Regions from separate parts of the Mus musculus genome. Here regions 2 and 3 are each linked to region 1. Evidence: chromatin contacts called from public HiChIP or PLAC-seq and promoter capture Hi-C data. All regions are on one chromosome and are shown on one strand. The core of a region is the stretch at or near the end of the contact, and the rest is flanking DNA. Distances in the headings are between cores, read along the strand shown. Region 1 holds the start of Ednra (endothelin receptor type A). Region 2 overlaps Gm29895 (a long non-coding RNA gene). Region 3 has its middle 20 kb from the start of Gm29895.

Evidence for each region. Promoter capture Hi-C pulls out the DNA fragments that hold promoters and counts their contacts. HiChIP or PLAC-seq counts read pairs in DNA pulled down with a chosen protein or histone mark.
Region 2: a contact with region 1 is called in a promoter capture Hi-C map of 3T3-L1-derived adipocytes, with 4 times the contacts expected there. The contact joins the enhancer-like site here to the promoter of Ednra in region 1. A contact is called at or near these places in 4 of 39 promoter capture datasets (the 3T3-L1 cell line, 3T3-L1-derived adipocytes and cranial neural crest), 3 of 115 datasets of contacts at active chromatin or transcription factors (craniofacial prominence, embryonic limb bud and stem cell-derived neural progenitor cells) and 1 of 9 other capture datasets (embryonic stem cells).
Region 3: a contact with region 1 is called in an H3K27ac HiChIP or PLAC-seq map of heart atrium, with 6 read pairs. The contact joins the enhancer-like site here to the promoter of Ednra in region 1. A contact is called at or near these places in 4 of 39 promoter capture datasets (cranial neural crest, frontonasal cranial neural crest, maxillary cranial neural crest and 1 more), 1 of 15 datasets of contacts at CTCF or cohesin (the NIH/3T3 cell line), 2 of 484 Hi-C or Micro-C datasets (cochlea and liver), 9 of 115 datasets of contacts at active chromatin or transcription factors (acute myeloid leukemia, cardiomyocytes, craniofacial prominence and 6 more) and 1 of 9 other capture datasets (adipose tissue).

What each region holds. Positions count from the first base shown.
Region 1 is chr8:77,721,817-77,726,749 of GRCm38.p6, reverse strand. Ednra (endothelin receptor type A) reads left to right here and starts at 2,298. Exons shown (of 8, transcript NM_010332.2): 1 at 2,298-2,654. It overlaps LOC108167319 (a long non-coding RNA gene), which reads right to left and starts at 3,165. Exons shown (of 4, transcript XR_003947564.1): 1 at 3,028-3,165; 2 at 219-251.
Region 2 is chr8:78,054,459-78,059,391 of GRCm38.p6, reverse strand. It overlaps Gm29895 (a long non-coding RNA gene), which reads right to left. Exons shown (of 4, transcript XR_387791.3): 4 at 3,941-4,336. Among named protein-coding and RNA genes, the nearest start is that of Gm29895, 12 kb to the right of the region's middle. Within about 2 kb of position 1,866, at least 1 of the 459 cell types and tissues checked has an H3K27ac peak or open chromatin away from gene starts, as enhancers often do. A contact at or near this core is called in 3T3-L1-derived adipocytes, where this site is marked.
Region 3 is chr8:78,022,712-78,027,644 of GRCm38.p6, reverse strand. No RefSeq gene overlaps it. Among named protein-coding and RNA genes, the nearest start is that of Gm29895, 20 kb to the left of the region's middle. Within about 2 kb of position 2,379, at least 10 of the 459 cell types and tissues checked have an H3K27ac peak or open chromatin away from gene starts, as enhancers often do. A contact at or near this core is called in cardiomyocytes and heart atrium, where this site is marked.

The DNA.
Region 1 (4,933 bases), core at 1,049-3,548:
CAGTGAAACGCATGAAACAGTGAAACACATGTGAAACACATGAAACAGTGAAATACATGTGAAACACATGAAACAGTGAAACACATGTGAAACACAGTGAAACGCATGAAACAGTGAAACACAGTGAAACGCATGAAACAGTGAAACACATGTGAAACACAGTGAAACGCATGAAACAGTGAGCCCCCTTCTCCAAGCCCCAGGAGTCACCAGCTTACCTTCTCTGTGGTTTTGACTATTCTAGGTCCTTTCTGTAAATGTGATCACGGCGTTAATTGAAACAAGCAAACAACAACAGAACAGCACAGAAACACATTCGAAATGGACTCACTCAAGCTGAAGTCCATGTCATTAAGAAGAAACTAAGCTGTCATCTGACCTTTGGGGGAATCAGTTAAACATCAAGGGTTTGGAAGATAACTCAGTGGGTGAAGGCGTTTGCACTGAAGCCTCACACTCAACTTCCCAAGGTCATCTTTCACCATCACACATACTCACACACATACACACACTCACACACACATACACACACTCAAACACACACACACTCACGTACAAATAAGCACATTTCCCAAATATGCCAGTTAGCTGGAATTCTTTCTCTCTGAATATTTAACACAAACACTAACCTGAAGTAACTTGATGCTAAACAAGCAGGCACCTTCCTGCTGATGTGTCTCTTGGGCCCAACCTTAGAAAAAACACAGACCAACATCCATTCTGTTTCTGTGTTCTTCAGCCTCACTCTGTCTACAACACCAACCTTGTTGCCCATTTTATACACATATTCAGGACTGGAATTGCTAGACCCTTGGTAATTTTAGTCATAATTATTTGAGGAGCACCATTGGGCTCCCACTGCTGTTGCCTCAGTAGTCAGGAGTTTGCCTCTCAGCACCCCTGACAATCCAGTTTATTTTCTAGTTTCATTTGTGTTTAAATAGTGACTGTCCTAAGGGATGTGAAAGAGAAATTTTTAATGCTTAATCCATACCACAGTGGGATCAGCAAAAGGTAGGGGGTCCTGGGGGTGCTGTTACAAAGACTAGCCTGACAGACATGTTCAGTTACACAGATGGTGCACTGTCCACGTGCCTAGTCACGGGGTGAGAGGGCCTGGGATCCAGAACATTTCACATACCAAGTTATGAACAGTCTTCTGGAAGAAGGCAATAACTTTTCTTCCTGGAAAATAATGTCAGCCTGCCAAGCTGTCGCCACAAAAGCGTACCCCTTCAGAGCTGACTGAGACAATTTTTGTGGATCCTTCCTAGAGAAACGCTAGATAAACACTAGATTAGTGGACAGGGTAATGCCTGCTCCAACAGTCCCAGAAGAATATTAAAATCCTTTCCACCGAGGTGTTCTGCTGATGGCTGTGACAGTTTTACAAAATGACCCCTGTCAAGTAGGGTCTCTGTGCCCTCACCCTTTAATCTGGAATTGGTGACTGACAGAATTAAGCAGAAGCCCCTTTGTGTCACTATCTGGACCTGGGCCTTAAGTAGGTGGCAGTTTCTATGTCCTTTCTCTTGGGATATTTGTTCTTGGAATCTAGCCACCACACTATGAGGAAGCTGTTGCTAAAATTCTTTCCCAGGGGCTAGATATAAGTCCTGTCTCTCCCTTCTCCTAGAGGTCCTAGAACAAACTGAGGTCCAATTCCACTATAGATACGGTAGGGAACCAATGAGGTCCTAGGGCATCCGTACAGCCAAGCCTTCTTCCCCAGGAGCCCTGATGTTTGGCCCTTATCTCTCCTCCCACTCCCCATCTTATCGTGACTTGACACACTCTGTGATAAAGACACTGCCTTCTGAAGGGTCTCCCCATTCATTGTCAGACATGATCATTTCTCTGAGCACACCCTAGACCCTTCCACAGACTCCCCAGCTCCCTTTTGCCTTGGGCTAAGGCTTAGTGGTCTTGCAGGTCAAATTTGAGCCAAAGACATGCTGTCCACCTGGGTTCCATAACTTCCTCTAAGGTGAGGAGTGCTAACAAGCTAAGCAAAGTTGACAGGAGACACAGCCCAAATTCCCTGGCTTCCCCTGCTGATCAAACTCTCCCGTACTCACGGGCTCAAGTGCCTCGAGTTTCTTCCTAAAACAGGGCACAACCTTGAGTCTGGTCTGTTGCTCTCTACTTTCAATCCTACCCATCCTAGACTAACCAACTTCTCAGGAAGGAAATAGTTAAAGATCCCTGCCCTTCAGGGCCTGGCGGGGGCAGCAGCTTTGCAGCTTGGTGGCTGCTCCCTGGAGGGCAGGCGGGATAGCGCTCTTGCAGTTAGGTCCCAGAGTAGAGAGGAAGGTCTAGGAGCCTGTGGAGTCTAAGGAAGATCGCGGGAGGCGTGTTCCTCCGGAGTTTGCTTTTCCTTGGGAGCCTCGCGCGCACACCCATCCCTTCTAGTCTGGCAACTGTGTCTAGGAGGTGGGGAGCCTCTCTCTGATCCACCGGACCATCGCTGGAGCTTGCAGGCTGAGCAAGATCTCCCCCTAGAGAAGCCTGGCTGTCCGGGGAAGTTTCCCCGAGCTGAGACTGTGCTGCAGCCCTGGTCACCCGCCACCCTGCGCGCCACCCTCGTTCTCCAGCTCAGGCTCCGGCTGGCCCGTGCGCGGACCTGGAGCTGTCTGCTTCCGAGGAGCTCTAAGGTCGGTGCAAGTCTTTCTTTTTGGAACCAGGGCTGGAACTAGGGATAGGGTCGCTGCCGGGGCAATCTGCTGGGAGGAGCAGGGGTGTCTCGCAGCTCCAGGGAAACGCAACAGACCGGCCTGGCACTTACCTCCCGGGACGCCCAGTGTGGGGCGCTTTCCTGGGAGACGAACACTGGGGGGAGTGGGGGTGGACACCGGACAAGACCATTGAGCTTTGTCTCGGATTTTTAGGAAAGGGGAGCCGGGAGTGGGAGGATCTTTTTCTCCACACAAGCTTTCAGGCGCATCAAGGCCCAGGGCGCTTGCTCCAAAGCCTCCTGGTGAAGTTGGTCTCTTCCTATCCTGCACCCTGAGTGCCAAGGACACTTACTGTGAAGAACCAACCTCTGTGGAGCCCTCCTCACACCACGATGGCAGCTGGGGTTGGAAATCTGCCTGCTGGTGGAGGTCTGGGCGATTTGCTCAGTGCTGTCCTGTCCTTTAAAGGGCACTTCTTGTCTTTCATGTGCAGAACCCTGGAACTGTTTGTAGATAAGCCACCTCTGATTACACCACCCTTAGTGGCCTCACCCCAGCAGACCTGGGGCGAAAGCATATGAAAGTCAGAGGATGTGTCCAAGGAGAGTGGATAATTTGTCTTCTCCAGAGAACAAAACCACAGAGAACTTGAAAAAAAAAAAGTTCTTGGTTTAATTTTTTTTTTCTTCTTGTAGTTGTTTCTGATTCCCACACAGCCATCAACTCATCTGTTTTTAAAGATTGGCTATGAAACACCTTGGCAACCATACCATGTAAATTACCTGCCCTAAGTATGTGTGCGGTTTGGGCGCCGTTGGATTTTCCAAATTACTAATGGCAAGTGGACATTTGCTCTGAGAATCTGATGTATTAACTAGGGAAAGCACTAAGGGGTCAGCTTTTGTATGCCACCAAACTCTAGACCCACAAAAGGAAAGATGCTGACTCCATAGACATGTCCTTCTGGTCTGAATGTGAGTTGCTTCTCTAGAGCTCTGGCTCTAGAGCCAGATGCCCGGCAAAGCTTGACTGAAATATACCAAAATGAGCTACAGATCCGTCCTTGGGAAAGCATGGATTCGAAAGAGGTTTCTTTTATTTGGTTTTGTGTTTTTCACTCTGTAACAATATGGCATCCACATGTTTTTGACAGATGTCCCTTAGATGTGGTGAGCTGACAAGAGGTGTCAAGAGAAATGAGTTCTTGGTAGTGTCTTTGCTGGAGGGAAGCAAGGAAGGAAGGAAAGGAAGGAAGGAAGAAAGGGAGGGAGGGAGGGAAGGAGGGAGGAAGGAAGGAGGGAGGGAGGGAGGGAGGGAGGGAGGGAGGGAGGGAGGGAGGGAGGGAGGGAGGGAGGGAGGGAGGGAGGAAGGAAGGAAGGAAAGAGGTTTTACTGGCAGCTGGCTCACACCCTGATAGGAAGCCATGACTGTAGCTTTCTCAGTACCTGTGGCAATGAGGACCACTGAGCTCTACGTGAGCTGTGCAGTGCCTGTGACACCCAAATGGCTCATGAACTCCCCTCCTGGATGATTCTAATAGACCATGAAGCCATTTTGTTTATGGGAAAGACCTCTGTCTCTCATTTTTAAGATAACTATTACTAAATATTCCATTCCCATTGGGAAACCAGGAACCATAAATCATAAAGCAATCAAGGAATTGAAAGACTTGTGCCTCCCCTCACTATCCTGAGAGGGAGGCAGATCGTAAAAAGCTTTGTACTTGGCATTCTGGTCTACATGTGGGAAATGGAAAGATGATATTTGTAGACCTACTAATAATTCAGCCAGTTATTCCGGACTATTAGAGACGGGAGAGAAAATCTGTAACCACTTACAATTAAGGGTGAGCAGAAGTGACAGAAGTAAATGGCAGGCCCATCACTTTGAAATCACAGCAGCGGGTGAACACCTATAGCCCAGCCGTGAGACAGGATGACATCCAGCAGCCTTTTGGCTGTGAAAACACAGTCACTTCACTCATTCAAGACTCCTGATGTGTTACAGATGTTGTTCTGTCTGTATAAATTGTGATGCCCAAGTCAAGAACCAGTTGGTGCCTGTGAGATGCGATGTATATTGCTGTTTGGCAAGGCAAAAGCATGTGGGACTGACAGCAGGTGTTCCCCTATACTTCTTATAGCATGTCAGCATCTCTTATTTGGTACACTTATATTAAGCCTAAACTTAATAATGTCCCATGACAACTGTCAAAAATCCCTAAATGTGGTCACCCTTGAGCAGACTCAAAAAGATTG
Region 2 (4,933 bases), core at 617-3,116, 330 kb before region 1:
GAGAGTATCCTTTGCCTTACAGAAGCTTTGCAATTTTATGAGGTCCTATTTGTCAATTCTTGATCTTACAGCACAAACCATTGCTGTTCTGTTCAGGAAAATTTCCCCTGTGCCCATATCTTCCATGCTCATGGATTGGCAGGATCAATATGGTAAAAATGGCTATCTTGCCAAAAGCAATCTACAAATTCAATGCAATCCCCATCAAAATTCCAACTCAATTCTTCAATGAATTAGAAAGGGCAATTTGCAAATTCATGTGGAATAATGCAAAAACTCTTCTCAACAATAAAAGAACCTCTGGTGGAATCACCATGCCTGACCTAAAGCTGTACTACAGAGCAATTGTGATAAAAACTGCATGGTACTGGTACAGTGACAAACAGGTATATTCAAAAATGGAATAGAACTGAAGACCCAGAAATGAACCCACACACCTATGGTCACTTGATCTTTGACAAGGGAGCTAAAACCATCTAGTGGAAAAAAGACAGCATTTTCAACAAATGGTGCTGGCAAAATGAGCAGTTATCACGTAGAAGAATGCAAATTGATCCATTCTTATCTCCTTGTACTAAGGTCAAGTGTAAGTGAATCAAGGAACTCCACATAAAACCAGAGACACTGATACTTATAGAGGAGAAAGTGGGGAAAAGCCTTGAAGATATGGGCACAGGAGATTTTTCAAGTAGCCTGAAGCTGCAGGAAAAGGAAATCGGTAGCTGCTCCAGGCTATGAGCACCTCGAATACAGGTTGAAAGCATGCCTTGCGGATAACCAGGGGGAAGGGTGGGACTCAATGCAGGACTCAGCAGATGTTGGATTGTACTGCAAACTCCACACTAGTAAAATCTTACCATCAAGAACACTGGGTGATCCCATGGCCCAGACCAAAACCCAGACACCAGCCCCTCTAGTTCTCAACCTGTGGGTCGCCATCAGATATCCTGCATGTTAAGTATGTACATTACAATTCAAATCAGAAGCAAAATTATAATTATGTCATATCAACAAAATAATTTTATGGTTGGGGGTTCACCACAGCACGAGGAATTGTATTAACAGGAGTGCATCATTAGGAAGGTTGAGAACCAAAGCTCTACAGGGAGAGGAGGAACTTTGAGAATTCCCAAAACAGTCCAGGGAAGTAAAGCCACTTCGTGCTGTGCGGATGAAGATGTAAGCTTGTGTTAAAGTCCTATCGCGTAAGCTTTATTCCTCTCTTTTCAGAATTCTGAAGCAGAAAGAAAAGCATAAGTTCTTTGGGCTTTTGGAAGGTTATAAAGCTGTACACGTTTGCACGGACGCTTTCTGAGGATCCATCACCCGCAGGCATTTTCTGGATGCTGTAGAGATGGGGAAGATAAATGACAGCCAATGAGCCACTATGCAGATTAAGATACGTTCTTGTGTGCAGACAGCCAGTATTCAGGATGGGGAGCACACGAAGTTTTGAAGAAGGGCCACAAGGGTGTGGATCCAGGAGAAGGTGACTACACAAAGCCCCAGGGGACAGGGCAACCATGGTACAATGCCAAGATTCTCTTCATTTGCATATGGAGATGCTTACCCTCCAGATTCTACAAGCAAGCCTTGGGATAGAACCTCTAGGCAGAAGTTCCCAGTAGAGCCCTTTCTGTCCTCTGATCATGGGAGCCAAGTCAAGCTCACTGGTTAGAGTCATGAAAGTTATCCATAAGGAGCTAGCTGCTCTGCATTCCTCAGGGGAGCACAGGCTGTTCCCCTCAAGAACACCTTAGCCCACCAGTTAGCTCACATGACTTTGGGGTGTATCTCCTCATCAGTCAGATCCTTCCCAAGGTTGTTTGAGTATGACATAAACCTACTTCACTTGAGTTGGATAAATTCCCAGAAAAGCATAAGCTCGGAGTTACTCCAGTCTCTTGGCAAATTACCCACAAGTCCTTTCACTGCAGGCAGCAAAATCGTTTCCGGTTACCTTAAGCAGAGGGGAATTAAGTGGTTAGGGGAACTAGGCTCCTCTAGGGCAGGCAGAACGACAAGGTGCTCCTAGTCCAGAAGAATCTCAATTTTCAGTTCCCCTATTGAAAGTAAGTAAAAATGAAGGCAGATGTGGCGAGCGCCTTTTGTCCCTGCACTCAGGAGGCCTAGGCAGCTAGATATTAGTGAGTTCAAGACCAGCCTGGTGTACATAGTAAGTTCTAGGCTAATCAAAGATAACATACCAAGACAGAAAAATAAATAAATAAGAAAGGAAGATTTCTACAGCAAACTTGGGTCAAGTAAGTGCTGACTCTTGACAACAGTTGCATCTAGACTGGGTAAGAGGTAATTTCTGGAAAGAAAACTCCATATGAGATGCCAAGCTGGGCCACTGCTCACAGAAGCTTCTGGAGATCTTTCTAAGTGAAGGTATCTGGAGATTCATACAACACATAGCTTGGAAAGCACTGGTGCACACTCTCCCCGTGCAAGCCCTTTCCTCTACTCCCTCCCATGGTCCACTCCCTCCCCATAGACCACTCCCTCCCCATGAACCACTCCCTCCCCATAGACCACTCCCTCCCCATAGACCACTCCCTCCCCATGGACCACTCCCTCCCCACAGACTCTCCCACTCCCTCCCATCTACTCCCTCCCCACGGACTGTCTCCCACTCCCCTCTCCTCATATACCAGTGATTCTTGCCCACTACTACCAACAAGCAACACATGTACACTATTACTTCAAAAGGTCTACAAATTGATTCATGTAAGAAAGAAAATAAGTTCTATCTTGTGGTTATAAAATAGTTTTTCTTATTCTAAAACTTATGTACAGGGCTCAGAAGTTAAAGGTGCTTGCAACCAAGTCTGATGACATGTGTTCAATCCCATGATGCCAGCTATCTACACACACACACACACACACACACACACACACACACACACACACGCACGCACACACGCACGCATGGGGATGGGTCACACTGGCACCCACCCAATTTGTACATGCACAAATTAAGTAATTAATATAATAATTAATAAATAAAATTTGTATAACGAAAAATTTGAAAGTGGCAGAAAATTACAAAGAAAATTAATAAAATCCAACATAACTAAGGGGTAGGAAGATGGCTCAGTGGTTAAGAGTGCTCAGTGCTCTTCCTGAGGACCTGTGTTAGATTCCCAGGACCCCTGTCTGAAGGCCCATACCTACCTTTAACAGTCCAAAAGGGTCACATGCCTCTGGCCCCAGTAGACACTGGCATATTCCCACCCACAAACTCACTCACATACACATAATTTAAGATAACAAATACTTAAAAATCAGCTAATAATTATATCGCCAGGAGCCCCAAGCTATTGCCTTCTGAGGAAAAAAGACAAAAAGAAAAAACAAACAACAGGCCTCGATTCTCCTTGTACCTGAGACCTTTGCCACTTTCTGGCCTTAAGTTCCCACCCCAACCCAAATTCCTCTATTTCTGGTGCCTCTAGATCCTCCCAAGACCCAAGAAAGATCTATTTATAATTGTGGGAGCTCAGCTGAGTCCAGCGGGACACACAAACTCCTGTGGTGGGAAAAGTCTGTCAGATGCGTGGGTGCTGAACAGCTAAGGGTTAACTGGTGAGCTGAGGTGGGGGCCGGGCAGCATCCCAGAGGGCCACCACCATTAGGAGGAGGCTACCCTTGTTTCCTTCACAGTTCACTGCTCTGGCCTGTGACCCAACCAAAGCTTAGCACATGTGTGAGAGCACATGTGTGGACTGTGGGAGTAGGCTTCATGACCATAGGGATATTTTTATTTTCTGTACATTTTCTACCTCTTAATTATTTATATTCTCTCTCATGACAAATGGGAATGTACACATTGCAAGGCACTTTCATCAAAAGTTATTTTTATAAAACTGGCTTCAAGGGTGACTTTTAAAAATTTTTCCCCACATAAATATCAAATAAACAAATATAAATTTGGTAGTGTCAGCAAGAGAAATCTAGTTTAATACAAGTTTCAACTTGCTGGATGTTAGACTGGAGAACTGACGTCCTGTTTTCCTGGAAGGATCCCGCGTTGTCTTCTCACTGGAAACCACTGGAAGCCTTGATGGAGATTTTGTTTGTTTAAATCAGGCTTTTGCTTCTTATCTCAGGCTGTCCTGGAACTCAGTATTTAGCCATGGAGCACCTGCCTCAGCCTCTGGGTACTTGGACTACAGACACTGGTGTCACATCCACCTATGAGCTGCATTGGTTAACAAACGCCTACACCAAGTGTTCATCCGGCTGCATGATGCTAAGCCACCGTGGTACAGGTGTCAAATCTCTCCTCAGCACGGCACTGGCCTCCCCTGAGAGATCCTGAGCTCAGCTCCTGGATAGGATAGCACGGGGCGATTCAAATGTATTCATATTACAATCATAAGAAAATAAAGATTGTCACTCCCCTCCCACCCCCCACCTCCCAACAACCCCGCCCCCCCCCTCACCCCTTCACGGAGTTTTTCTCACAAGCCTCCCCACCTGCTGGGCAATAAGAGGAAATTACTTCAATCAGTGGTATCCGAGATAATAATTAGAAAGATCCTTGGTCACAGTGACTTGCTGTAACTTGTAAAATAGGTAAATGAGGCTTAGCCTCAGACCCCATTGGCTGCTGACATCACCTGCCACAGCAGTCCTCCCTTGGTATGTTAGTTCTTCTACCCCCCCCCACCCCCCCGCCCCCCGCCCCCTGCCAGGGGTGAGAGGCTGGTCACGACTCCTTTGCGCATGGCCAGTGCTGCTTAAGTGAACACTGCAAGCTGCTAGTCCACTTCCTGAAATACCACTTCCTGAAATCCCCACAGCTTGGTGACCTCTCTCTCAGTCTTGCTTTCCACAGCCTTACTTTCAAAGCTTGGGTTTGTGTGGGAATTTTATAAATTAAAACAACTTCGGATCTAGCTGGTTTTTAACTCTAAATTTCATT
Region 3 (4,933 bases), core at 1,130-3,629, 300 kb before region 1:
TTGCCCAATGCTCCTGGCCATCCCTTGCTGACTGCATAGACAGAAGGACAAGACGTGCAGCTATACAACCCTTCCAGCTCTCTTGGGACCATGGGGAAAGCCCAGCCTGGGGCCAGGAGACCTGGGAGTGCAGGAGGTGACAGCCTGCTCAGTAAGGCCCTTGGAATTATCTACTGCTTCCTATGCCAGGAAACAGTCATATTTTCCTCCTTTTTTTTTTCCCAGAAGAAGAGGGTGGGAAAATAAAGACATCAAGGGTGTGGTTCATCCCAGTACATGCAGACCCATTTTAAAGGTGTGATTAGATAAAATACTGCATCCTAAACATGCCGGGTCTCATAAGAGAAAAGGAGGCAAGAGCACCTGTAACTCAGCGCTCAGTTTTCTCAGTGGGCAGATAGGATGAAACAAGCTTCCTTGTGCCTGGAAACCAAAGAGCATTAGTACGAGGCACACACTGGGTTTACATGGTTTGTATTTAGTCTTAAGGCCAGGCCTTCCATTGCACAGGGAAATACAATTTTAGAATCAAAGGTACCTGGCTACTGGCTGGTAAAGGTGTGATGTGTGTGGTAGTTTGTGATGGAAATGCCCTTAGAACACTTCAGTACCATTCTCAGCAAAAAGCAGAGCTGTTTCCATGTTACATAGCTTCTGCTCACACAGCAAGCAACCTAGCAAGGCTGAGCAGGCAAAGGTACAGATCGACTTTGGGTTTTCTCTTCCATGTAAGATTGTTTTTTAAAAGATGGTGTGTGCCAAGAGGTGAAAGGCGAAGAGTGAAGCATGGAAGAAGAAAAAAAGCGCAAACTGAGGAACAGGAGCCTTCGTAGTCACTCACTGCCAGACAGATCCTACCTGATGGAGTGTGGGCATGTGGGCTGGGGAACAGCAATGGAGGACATCAGCCCACAGGGCTCTGGAAATCCAGAACACGAAGATTAAAATAAACACCACCATGTAAACCAGACACAAATCTAAATCCTCCTTAATCCCCAGTGACTGACCAACCTTCCTTCCTTAGCCTGGATGCCTTCTAGCCAGCTGTCCCTCTCTCTGGATATCCATGTTATACACAGGCTGGATGGGGATGGTGATTACTATTTCAAATATTTTCATCTCAACCTCTTGTGTGTGTGTGTGTGTGTGTGTGTGTGTGTGTGTGTGTGTAATCCTTAAACAACATTGTTCTCTTACTGTTTTGGAGGTCAGGAATCCAAGTTCAAAGAGACAATAAGTTGGAGTTTTCCTGAACACCATCCCTTACCATGCTAATGGCTGCATGCATTCTTTCTATATTCCCATGACCTTGCCTCTATAAACATTTTCATAATCTAACCTAATATGCATTATTTTATTTTATGTTTTAGTTAATGCACAAAGTAACAGGTTTTTTCCTTGCAGTTTTTCATATTCTGTTTTTGCTGGCCCTCCTCTGTGTTGATTTCTCTTCCCTGTCCACTGAGTCATGCCTTTCAGACTCCAGAATCCCCTTTCCATTTTCACATAGCATATATTCCTTCATCTACTTTATTCCCTCCCTTGAAGCCTTCTCTTCCCTGCCTCTCTTGTCTCCCGACCACACTCAGCCCCACGTAAATGCATCTATATAAACGTGAGAAGCTTGGCTCTGGTGACCTTCTGCAAACAGCTGATGCCACTCCATGTGGATGAAGCTATGTACTTACACTTCCCAAGTCAGGGCATCTCCACAGTTCTGGGCTCATTCATAAACATTCAATCAATAAACTACTTAAGAGTAAGACATATAACCGAGTAATTTTGGACGTTGGGGAAAATCACTGCTACCCCATGAGGAATTGTGATATGGATTCAATAGTGGGGGAAATGGAACCAATATAATAAAAGCATGTAAGAGTTAAGCTGGATTATACCAAAAGGTAAAGGCAGCAAGAGTTTGTACAATGCTATAAATCAGATCTCACGCTGACAGAACACTCAGACTACCAGAACTCCGGGCATTTCACAGGAAAGTTTAGAATTATTGGAATCTGAGCAGTGCCTCTATTTTGAAAAGTGCAGCTCAAACTATTTTTATAGTAAAAACATAATGAAAAGGCATCCTTATTGAATCTTGTTGCTACTGTTAACTCACCCTCAGTGGGACTTGTTTCACATGAACTAGAGACCCACAACACTGCTGCTTTTTGGAGGGATAATTTTCTAGCAAATTTCTTTGGCTTTGTTTTGTTTTCTTGGTAGTTTTCAGACTAAAAATGAAGTAGCCATTGGTGTATCTTTCATTAAGACTCTCCTCTTAATACATTCCAACCAGCAAGGAATATGTATGGTAACATGCCCGAGCCTCTCTACCCACTGTTTATCCCCACTAAGAGCCCAGACAGTGGAAAACCATGGCAGTTATCACTGTGACCTCTCACTTTAATGAGCCCATGACTTAGAATGCTTTGATATCCTACGTCATGGGTTGGATTGAAAGAATCAATCTAATAAAAGCAACAAACTCTACTAGTAACAAATGAGGTGCCTCGGAACATATTGTCCTCTGGCAAGGCCTGGATAACAAACAAGGCCAGGGTGGCCAGGACGTCTGTTCAAGGTCAGCTGCGAAAGTACATGTACCCTCACTAACTCTTGTACAAATGCATGCACAGACACCCCAGTATACACACTCATGCACACAGACACCCAAGTACACACAGACACATGATCATACCCGCAAGCACATACAGATACATACATGTACATGCCGACATATGCACACACAGACACATGCGCATATGCATGTTTTAACACAGGTATGCATGCACATATGTGCTTGCACACACAGAGACACTGCCTGTCTTCAGTCTTTTTATTGTTCAGAGCCAAAGTGCTTGAATTTTTTGTAGGTGAATAGATTCTTAACTTTTCTAGCACATTTAACTGCTGACTTCTATTTCTTAATGTCTCCATTTTTTATCTGTCTAATTTTTTTCCCTATTGTTTTTGGATGTACATTAGGACATGTGTCCATGTCATAGACAAACTATGATAAGCATTGCATGATTCCGGTGTTCCCCAGTAACTGTCCCCTAGGATAGAATCTAGCAAAAGAGAGGACAGATGAGTGTAGAATTTCATGATCAAATACAGTTCCTGCTTCAGAGCTCCCAAAATGCACATCAAACCATCACAGACGTTGAAAAGCACTAGGGCAATGGAAGACGCTCTGAGAGGAACTCAGGAGCCTCTAAACAATCCTTCTTTCATTGATGTCCATTCCTCCAGATGTAGATCCCTTCTGAGGACCACACATGGACACTGTGTTTCCCATTTATCTGTAATTATTTTCAAAATGACCATCTTGCATTTTCTTATTTACAACTGATTCCAACATATGACAAACTTCAGAGAAACTTGTGGAATTCAAAGGAACACACAACTGTCACACGAAACACCAGCAGGCAGTCCTGAAGGATGAGACTAGCCTGAGCTGCTTACAAATTCCCTATTTCCTCTGGCTCGAAGATACTGTCCCTCATGCTTGCAGCCACTGAACCTTAATAGGCATTTCTGGGAGACCTAACTTCTCAGACTACGTGCCCAGGACATGTGCACCTAGATCAGTGTCTCCGGCTGTTCACCATGAGGGCAGTCAGTCACCATGCTTCTGTAAAGTCAAATTCTTTCTAATTCATGACAGATTGGGTTTGTCATGTATACTTCAGATCTCCCTCTCCTTTCATGGCAAGCCTGTTTTCCCTGTGGTTGTGGTTTGTTCTCTTAGCAGAGGTAGCTGATAAATCTTCAAGTTCCTAGGTTCTGGTTAACACTCCTTTCGAACGCCTCACCCTGTGCTGTGAGCCCAACTGAAGCCATTAAGCTGTGCTTGTTTTCCTTTCTTTCCTTCCTTCGCATTGCTAAGGGCTTTTACGATAGAATAGTTTAAGTGCCAGGGTCCGGTCAGCCCGAGAGCAGCTTTACAAAGTCTAGGCGTTTTGCCAGAAATCTAAACTTTGTTGAACTATGTTAAAAGGTTAAGCATTTCACAGAGTTTGGTCTCCTCCACCCTCACTGATCTCCCAGCCTCTGCCTTTTCCTTAAATGTCTTTAAAAAAAAAAACCATAAGTGCTGGAGAGAACACATTTGACCCTTACCCTGTAACCATGGTATGGGTAAAAGCCTAAACAAATGTTAATCACACTTCTCTCCCTCACCCAGAGAGAGAGAGAGAGAGAGAGAGAGAGAGAGAGAGAGAGAGAGAGAGAGAGAAAGCTGAGGACACAGACTATGTTTAGTCTGTTTTTAAATGAAATATTAGATGTTTTCCATAAAGTATCAGTTAAAAAGTCTCACTAATTACTTCTCATAACAATTTCTATATTAATGGAAAAGTCTTCCTATAACTGAATATTAATGAATGTGACATCCTCTGTGGTCCAGCAGGATTACAGAATACTGACTCCTGGCCCTTTCATTCTGAAACGTTTCCCATGGTGACTTCCTGCCACACTGGGGACGGTCAATCTTGGGTAGAATGCTTCTCAGCTTTCAAATCCCAGAGTCATCAAGGATATTAAAAAGGAGGAAAGTTTTCAAAACCATTGCTTCTCAGGCGTGGTGCTCAGAAGACCGTTGCTTTTGAAAGATGGCCATTGATGTCAGTAGGATTGTTCGGAAGCTCCCAAGTGCTCCTCAGAGCTCCCCCCACCACGCTGCTACTTTCCAAAGTCTGTGAGGATTTGATGTGCATCGTGGGCGCTCTGAAGAGGGAACAGGTTGTTCACTGGTTTCCAACGATATTTAATCATGAAATTCTACACTCATCTGTCTTCTCTTTGGTATACACATTCCAAGGGGCACTCGCAGGGGGACACAGGCCTTATCCAATGCTCATCACAGTCTGTCACAAAAGCAATACTCTTGCGAGTGTAGGGGCAGTGACCTCTTGACTGTCTTTCGTCTTCT